Regions from separate parts of the Gossypium hirsutum genome. Here region 1 is linked to region 2. The links are chromatin contacts, called in public Hi-C maps. All regions are on one chromosome and are shown on one strand. Each heading gives the region's core, a stretch centred on a gene start, on an enhancer-like site or on the middle of the called end of the contact. The rest is flanking DNA. Distances are from core to core; before and after follow the strand shown. Region 1 holds the start of LOC107950387 (18S rRNA aminocarboxypropyltransferase). Region 2 holds the start of LOC107950390 (L-ascorbate oxidase).

What was found. Hi-C and Micro-C count contacts between places; a contact is called where the count stands out from the background.
Region 1: a Hi-C map of leaf shows a contact between it and region 2, with 2.6 times the contacts expected there. The contact joins the promoter of LOC107950387 here to the promoter of LOC107950390 in region 2. A contact is called at or near these places in 11 of 34 Hi-C or Micro-C datasets (anther, callus, hypocotyl and 2 more).

The regions. Positions count from the first base shown.
Region 1 is chrD03:6,273,421-6,277,989 of Gossypium_hirsutum_v2.1, forward strand. It overlaps LOC107950387 (18S rRNA aminocarboxypropyltransferase), which reads left to right and starts at 3,222. Exons shown (of 9, transcript XM_016885236.2): 1 at 3,222-3,473; 2 at 3,576-3,604; 3 at 3,719-3,765; 4 at 4,555-4,569. The coding sequence starts at 3,394. LOC107950388 (a long non-coding RNA gene) reads left to right here. Exons shown (of 3, transcript XR_005911113.1): 2 at 219-444; 3 at 1,714-2,096.
Region 2 is chrD03:6,142,390-6,147,371 of Gossypium_hirsutum_v2.1, forward strand. It overlaps LOC107950390 (L-ascorbate oxidase), which reads left to right and starts at 1,325. Exons shown (of 3, transcript XM_016885238.2): 1 at 1,325-1,979; 2 at 2,072-2,473; 3 at 2,550-3,618. The coding sequence starts at 1,584. The coding sequence ends at 3,509.

The sequences.
Region 1 (4,569 bases), core at 1,972-4,471, 130 kb after region 2:
TATTGTCATTGTTACCTATACAGAAAGATGTGGGTTCGAGCGTGCTGAAACATATTTATCCTCCTATTTAAGACTTGGGAGGAACTATAGTTAGTTCTAAGTTAATTTAATTTAGATTAATTATATTGTTAAGGTTTATTCTATAGGCAAATACGATTTAGATTAGTCTAATGTTAGTTTTTGTAAGAAAATCAATCTTACACATCTATGTTTTGCAGATGGCTTGCTTATTTTTGTGAAAGGTAGGGTGGATTCTATTGTAGGAGTTAAGTGCATAATAGAGCAATTTTATAAAGTTTTTCAGGATTGCAGTTAAATTCTTCAAAGAGTGAAGTGTTGGTCGGCTGGAATGGTTGATTCACAATTGCAGGAAGTTAAAGAGAGGAGCGGATTTAGCTTGGGTCAGCTACCTGTGAGATATCTTGGAGTCCTTCTTCTTACCAGGTAATTTACGGAGAAAGCTTGTGCTCCCCTTTTAGATAAAATTTCTTTCCTACGCAAGTACAGTGCAACTTATTCAAGCTATACATTTTAATGTACAGAACTTTAGGGTTAGGCACTCTATCCTTCTCATAGCAATAATTAAGAAGACCAATCAATTGTGTTAGAAATTCTTATGGGAGAGGAATGGAGTTAATATGCATATTATGGGCCGGGCCAGGTCGGGTTAGGTTTGAAGCAAATTTTAAGTTTGCTTTCTAGATTTGGGTTCTGCCCAAAACATGAGTTTAACATTCTGTCTAAGCTTGACTTAAATTAAAAATGCTAAATCCGAGTCCAACCCACTCGTAATAATTTTTTTAGTTTATTTTTTTATATAAAAATATATTAAAAAAATATAATATATCAAATACAATTAAAAAATTTATGCTAAAATAACACTAAGATAATTGCAACTTAGCAAGTAAATACCTTTAAAATAGTAGCAAAACAATAAAATATTATCAATATATTAGTGAAATGGTAGCAGAACAACAGGAAAAAAAAAGTTTAGGCTTATTCAAGTTGGGCCGGGCTCAGGCTTAGACCAAAAACATCCTACTCGAGGCCTAACTTATTTAAAAATAAACCTTATTTTTCGTTCAAGCTTATTTTTTGAACTTGTATTTTTGTTCAAACTCTCTCACTTTTCGAATAAATGGTCCGGGCCATGATCAAGTCTAGAATCAACTACTGAGTTGCTATATGGTTTGTAAACCGAAATGAGAGGGAGGTCTTGGACTTAAGGCCCTTCTAAGTTGGAATCAAGCCTGCATTATTCAACACATTTGGGGCTGTTCAAATGCAAGCGAGGTCTTTGTGGAACTGCTTGGATAAGGGCATATGTCTTGAAAGGGAGGAGTTTGATGCAAATATCTTGCACGCAAAATAGTAGTTGGAGCTGGAAGAAATTAATGAAACTAAGGCACTTGGTATAGGGAATGGAAACATAGAAAGGCATTATTTAGTTGGTAAACTGAAATGAATTAAGGCCAAAAGCTAGGAAGGTTTTGTGGAGGAAGTTAATCTGGTTTCCACTTTACATCCTTAAACATTCAATGGTGGCTTGGATGACAATTCTAAATAAGTTGCCAACAAAGGATGGGCTACTTGCATGGGGCTGGACAGTTGATGATAGGTGTCAACTATGTTTTGTGAAAAAGGAGACAAAGAATCATCATATTTTCTTTTTTGTGTGCTTATTCAAGAACAATATGACCGATGATTTTGCAGGTGTGTTCACTTCATAGCCAAGTTATGAATTGGGATCAGGGGCTGCAATGGACTAGCACCGAACTTAAAGGAAAAGCATTCTTATTTCTTAGCCATATTATTGAGATTGGCATGGTCAACATACATTAATTCAATATGGAGGGAGAGGAACCAACGACAGTTTGGAAGTGAGCAGAGATCTAAGAATGCTCTGCTTGAGGAAATTAAAAAGGTTATAAGATTGAGACTAACTGGGGTAAGAATTAGCATGAATAATCTTATTATTAGCCAGCTGTATATTGTATAAGTTCTTTTTTTATTTTTATTCTATAGAATGCTCCGTTTGTAACATGACACTCTTTTTTGTTAATTAAAATTTCATTTAGGTACAATTTACTTAAAAATATATAGGGTAAATGTTTATAGATCATCATTGTTCTCGTAAAGAGCTACACTTTTCAAAATGTCCAACTAAGAGTTTAACAAGTAAAGTTTAGAGATTAACTTGGATAAAAAAAAATTCAAGTCTTAATGTAAAAATAATTACTAAATTTAAGGACTAATTTAAATGAAAAAGTTCAAACCCTATCCTGAGAACAAGTATCATCAAAATATGGAGTTTCAACATTTATCCACATTGACAAATATTATTTACATTGGAGTAATGTACCCCGACCAAAAGTTAAATTGTTACTAGAATGTAGGTTTGAATGAATTTTAAGTCTCATTTTTTATATGGATCGAGCCTTGGGTAAGGATTTTTTTGGTCCGAGCCATGCCCAATCCAAAAATATTATGTTATAAAAATATTATATTAATTATATATGTTAAATAAAAATTATATATATTTATATTAAATCACTGACCCAATAACAATTAAACCCATTACCCAAAACTTAAAAAAAAAACTTATCCAGCTAAATAGTCTATCCCAAAATATAAAATTTTAAAAATTATATTTAATACAGTAAAATATAAATACTTTTTAATGTGTTAGAAAAATTTTATTTTAGCATTTTTTAGTACCATCGAACAAATCCATTGACACAAATACTGCATGGGAGAAAATTGAGTTATTTGGACCCGAAGGATTGATCGGACGAACTACTAATTTTTGGATACGAGATATCCATCCTAATCGCTATGGACGCATTTGCCCAATTGACATGTTTGAAGGGACCAATATTGAACTTATTGGATCCTTAGCAATTCATGCTAGGATTGGTCATTGGAGGTCTCTAAAAAGTTCATTTTATAAAATCTTTGATAAAAAAAGTTATTTATTTTTAAAAAATATATATATTTAAAAAGCTATTTATGTTGCAAATTAAATATAAACGGATCAAATCGAGCTCAAATTTACATTTTTTAAATTGACTCAAACTTGAACAAAAATAAAAAAAAAACTTATTTTTTAAATCAAACCGAACTCAAACTTAAAAAATTAATTTAAATACCTTCCATAAGCCCCATTTAAACTTAACTCGGTCCATAATCACCTCAAATTTTTAGATATCACACCATTAGCTAGGTATCTACTTCTGCTTTTTTCTTTTTGGGCCGAATCGGTTTAGGAACTAGTAGGAGCCGCCGCCCCCACCGACCCGCCTAAGCAGAACACAAAAGCAAAGCCCCCGTGATCACCACTCTTTCTCGTCGAAGTCCAGTTATTTCAGAGCTAAAATACGAAATAGAAAGGGAATGGGTCACAACAAGCCCCGGCGTTTCAAAACCCATAACTCTCATCGGGGACAGTCTAGCAGAAACCATCAATTCCAAAGGTTCTGTTTTGTTTTTCTTTTTCAATTTCACTTTTAAACCAATCTAATTTCAAAATCAATCTTCTAAGCTTTTATTTTTCCTTTATTGCTGTACTTTTCCAGGGAAGATGAATCTCTCCCACATGATCAACGTACTAATTCCATAACCATATCTTCATTACTTCAATTGTTTTGTTTGGATATATCATGTGTTTGATGTTTTGCCACTGTTAATTGCTTTTTTTCTATTTTCCTTCTCCATGCAGCTCCCGAAGAGGAACCCAATGTTCCTAAAGTTCAACTTGCTATGTGGGTTTGTATTTTTCTCCTACTTCTTTTTTTGGTTAAATGTTATTGAAATTAATTTTTTTTGGCTAGCTTTAATGGAAGTTTTTATGTGTTCGTAGAATTTGTGATAGGGAACTTTTGTTTGATCAGAATGTGTTTGATAACTCATATTATCTATTAACAGGAAATTTTCAGAAACAAGTTTTGAACGGGACTAATCAATTTAAATGCAGAACATGTTGCAGTTTTATATTTGAACTGTTTTTTTTCCACTAAAGAAGATATATTTAAATTACTCCTTTTTAATTTTTTATTTAGAACTATCCAAAATAATAATAATAAATTAGGTTAATAAGGTTTAAATCGTGAAATGAATAGTTTCTCATTATTAAATATTTACAGCTACAAATAGTGTAATTATATTGAGTACTTAATTTTCAGTAATATACTAAACAATTTTTATAAAACAATTTTGATACTTAAATTTAAACACTTAACTTTTCAGTTTATTAAACACACTTAAAATTTTCAGTTTATCAAAGAACATCTTATTCTTTAATATCTTTTTTTTTTTTTGAAAAATGCCTTTTCCTTAAAAAGTGGCTTCTATGGATTGATGACTTCAAGCATATTGCTATCACAATGGTAATTGCCAGCAATGCCAAGTCATTGTCTTCTTTAGCTTTGCTTATTATTTTGAATCCGTGATCAAATCGTTCTTAAAATGGTGTTTGACAGTTGGCCTTTTGATTTTCTTTTTCTTTAATAATTGCTTGCATGGATTACCCTCATTGTTTTCTTCTTGTTGACTCAGGATTTTGGACAGTGT
Region 2 (4,982 bases), core at 75-2,574:
TTATTCTTATTATTAATATAATACATATGATGATTTGATTTTATTTTTTATTTTTTATAGAAATTATTATACTAATATTTTTATAGTTTTTAATATTTTTTTAAGAAATATAAATTATATAACTGTGTAATTACAGTTTGTACTATCAAACATGCACATGAAATTACAATATAATTACTCTATTAGCCAAACATATTTAAGGAATTACAATTTTTTGTAATTACAAGATTGTAATTACACTTTCATTTAATTACTCTGTATTGTCTAAACAAATCCTATTATAATTATAGAATAGTAATAATTATACTTTTATTTAAATAGTCTTGACGAAATTTATGATTAATTTTTTAAATTACCTTTTTTAACATAATCTATGGATTCTTTTGGCATGCTAACATGTGCACTTGTCAACAAAGAGACATGGTTCGTTAAGGTGCACCATCCCCCCAAACCTTTCCTCAGTAATCCTAGGAAAACATAGTTACATTGTCCCCCAATGAAAGGGGGAATTAGATCTTACTCTCAAGAAGCTGTAGGATCGAGAGCGACAATTACAGCCCAAAAAAGAATCCAGCCAGCAAGGAAGACAGCATTGTAGGACTCAGTCCCTTGTTCTAGTGATAGAGATTGTCAGGTTCTAGCATAAGAAAGCAAGTCTATCCGTTCAAGTGGCCAACTTGGAAGAAAATCCACGTTATTACTCGGCTTCTTCGTTTGAGGACCATATGCTTCTGTTCAACTTGTCTGACTGATTTATTCCGCTGCCAAAAGTGGACTTTCATAATTTCTTTATCTACATCTACGAGCATATATTTTGCCTTCATTTTTATTAAATTTAAAATTTAGGTTTAATTATTAACACTTAAATTTTTTTTGTTAAATTTTTAAATAATTATGTAACTTAAATAATAACGTTGTAATGAATCTAAATTTAACAAAATAGATTTTAAAAATTTTAATAATGAAACTAAACTTTGAAATCTAAAAAGTAGTACAATAACTAAATTTTAAAATTGAGAAAAATACATAAACTTATGTTTATTAAAAATAATTTATAAGTAATTAATTAAATTTAAATAAATTCAACTCAAATTAACTAAAGAAAAGAATTCATGTATTCATGCTTGATGAAACTTAAATATCTCAAAATTTCAATCGCCAAAAATTCATTTGCCATAATCATACTTTTCTAATTTACTAAATATAAATAAATAGTTTATTTTTTAATTTTTTAAAAATCTTAGAAAGGGAAGAAAAAGACGTGTTGGTCGTCCATGCTATTTGACCACTTATGAAAGGCATAGATGGTAGTAAAATTATTATTGAAACCGTCGGATAGTATTTTATCATTTTTAAGTAAATTAATTCCTGTGTAAATCATTTCTTTCTTTTAAAAGTTTTATCCTTTTTACATTTTTACAAATAGAATAATCTAATATGCACTATGCAATGAATAAATTTTTTAATAAAATAATTAATTATGTGCAATAAATCCAATCCATCCCAGACATACTATATATACTTTGCTCGCCAAGGGTTTAACGACTCAATTTTTTTTGTTGACTGAGTGGAAAGCTGAAAGCATGATCTTTAGCAATATGGTTTTGATACCAAAATGCAAAAGCAGAGTAATCTTATTTCTATGGTTATTAGGGATTACAGCTTTGTTAAATGGTTCGGCCGTTGAAGCTCGGATTCGTCGGTATAAATGGGAAGTGAAGTACGACTACAAGTCCCCTGATTGTTTAAAGCAACTGGTAATAACCATCAATGGCGGAACACCAGGTCCTACAATCACCGCACAGCAAAATGATACTATCATTGTTGAGCTCACCAACGGTTTGTTAACTGAGAATGTTGCAATTCACTGGCATGGAATTCGACAGATCGGAACACCCTGGTTTGATGGAACTGAAGGAGTGACTCAATGTCCGATTTTGCCAGGAACCACTTTCAAGTATCAGTTTGTTGTCGACAGAGTAAGTTTGTGTTTCCAGTTTCAAGGCTTTTTTTTTCCTTCTAATTTGAGATTTATACACTGAAATTCCAAAAATATTTGTATTGGATTTAGGCTGGAACATACTTGTATCATGCACATTATGGGATGCAAAGAGAAGCTGGGTTATATGGATCAATCATTGTTGGACTTCCTGATGGAAAATCCGAACCTTTTACCTATGATTATGATCGGAATATTATACTCAATGATTGGTACCATAAAAGCACTTATGAACAAGCTGCTGGCTTGTCTGCTATTCCCTTCCAATGGGTTGGAGAGCCTCAGTCACTCTTGATCCATGGAAGAGGAAAGTTCAACTGCTCTACTTTAACTACTCCAAGTTTAGACGCTGGTATTTGCAATGCTACAAATCCAGATTGTGAGCCTTTCAGATTAATCGCAGTCCCTGGAAAAACTTATCGATTGAGAATCTCTAGTTTAACTGCTCTATCAGCCCTCAGCTTCCAAATTGAGGTATTTCTTAAGATTGTAAAATGGGTTCAAATTGTGCCTGTTTTTAAATCTGGAAGCTAATTTGTTTTTGTTTCAGGGTCACAATATGACAGTGGTTGAAGCTGATGGGCATTACGTTGAGCCATTTGTTGTACAAAACTTGTTCCTTTACTCAGGGGAGACATATTCGGTCCTAGTAAAAGCCGACCAAGATCCCACAAGGAATTATTGGATAACATCCAATATTGTTGGTCGATCAGCACCCAATACTCCTCCTGGTCTCGGCGTTTTCGTTTACTATCCAAATCATCCAAGGAGATCTCCTCCCACAACTCCTCCACCTCCTCCTCTATGGAATAACACTGACCCTCGATTAGCTCAGAGTCACGCCATTAAAGCTCGCCAAGGTTACATTCACACTCCACCTTCACGTTCAGACAGGGTCATTGTGTTCCTCAACACACAAAACACGATCAATGGGAATGTTCGGTGGTCGGTCAACAATGTCTCTTTCGCACTTCCTCATACACCTTACTTGATCGCACTCAAGGAAAATCTAACCCATGTGTTCGATCAAACCCCACCTCCCGATGGGTACGATTTCCAGAATTATGATATCCGTATAGTACAAGAGAACAGAAATGCTACCTCGAGCAATGGGGTTTACAGGTTGAACTTCAACTCAACTGTGGATATTATACTTCAAAATGCCAACTCCATGAGTCTTGGTACCAGTGAGACGCATCCTTGGCATTTACATGGACATGATTTCTGGGTATTGGGGTATGGGGAAGGGAAGTTCGATATGTTCAATGATCCAAAGAAGTATAATTTGGTGAACCCGATTATGAAGAACACAGTGCCGGTACATCCTTATGGATGGACTGCTTTGAGGTTTAGGGCTGATAACCCAGGAGCTTGGGCATTCCATTGCCATATAGAATCCCATTTCTATATGGGTATGGGCGTGGTATTTGCAGAAGGGATTGACAAGGTTGGCAAGTTACCATCTTCTGTTATGGGCTGTGGTGAAACTCAAGGTCTTTACAGGCCCTAGTACATATCCTTACACCTTAATTCTTTTTCCTTTTTTTTGGGTATTATGGATTGTATAAAAAGATTATATTCGTATTTATTTAAAAAATAGTTAAAAATCATTTATTTTATAAATTGAGTTATATTATTACGAATCTTTTTTATAAATTAATAAAAAAATTGATTAAAGCTCAAATTAGGTTAATTTTTAGGAGTTTTTTTTGTATATAGGTCAAATCTTTAAAATGGTAATAAAAATTAATATTTATAAAAATATTCAAATAAAAGCTTTTATCCCACTTAACTCTAGTTTGTAGTGAAAATTAGGTGAATTCTTACATGACTAAAATAGAACAAATGACATTATTTTGAAGCTTGATATATAACATTTGAAAATTTCTTATTTGAAGACTTTGAAAAGGGTCGTTATTTTATCATTTTGAATGATTTGACATTCACTTAGACCCCGTTCAGCAATGCTTTTAATATGGGCTTTTCTCTCAAAAAGCACTTCACTTAAAAGTATTACCAAACAGATATCAATTGAGTAAAAGTTTTAACTTTAAAAAAATGCTTTTTAGCGGATGGAAAAGTTGAAAATTTTAATTTTTTCCTCAGTCAAAAGTGCTTTTGCTGCTATTTACATTTTTAACCTCAGTTTATCTTCTCCAAAAGACACGTTAGAATACCCATTTTTTCTTCCGAAGTTCTTTCCTCCGGTTCTATTTTCTTTTGTTCCTCTTTTAATTCCTCCACGTGTGAGTTTCTTTTCTTCTTCTTCTCTTCAAGTTGTTCATTTTTTCTTCTCTTTCAGTTTAGTTGTTTTCTAATTGTTTAAATTTAATAAATAATTAATATTAATTACTTAGAAATATTTAAAATTAATATTATATATTAAAATATTAACAATAAGTTATAATAAATTATTTTTTATATTCTTGCTAAAATATCATAATATTAATTAATTTGAACATTACTTAAATGCATATTTGTTACTTTATAATATAATGTCTAAAATGAACATTTTATTTCTTAAAAGTACTTTTTGATAGCAATACTAAACACTTAAATTTTAAACAAAACTTCTCAAAAGTACTTATCAAAAGCACTTTTCAAAAGCAATATTAAGGCTTTGTTTAACATTGCTTTTCAAAAGTGTTTTTGGGGTCAAAAGCAGTTTTTAAGCCAGAAGCAATGTTAAACAAACAACATTTGGAATCATAAGGGCTTTTGAAAAGTACTTTTGAATCTAAAAACAAAAGCAGTTTTTTTTAACTTTTGCTATTGACAAAAGTGCTTTTGGACCAAATAACAGTTTTAACCCTTATAATATATTTTATATAATATTTATATTTTGTATGTCATTATTTTCCTATTAAAATTTATTTTAAATATATTATATTATATTTTTAAAACTTTATTGGTTATATTTTATTATTTAAAATATAGTTTATATATTTAAGTTAAAATTTATGAATAATTAATAATAACTTTT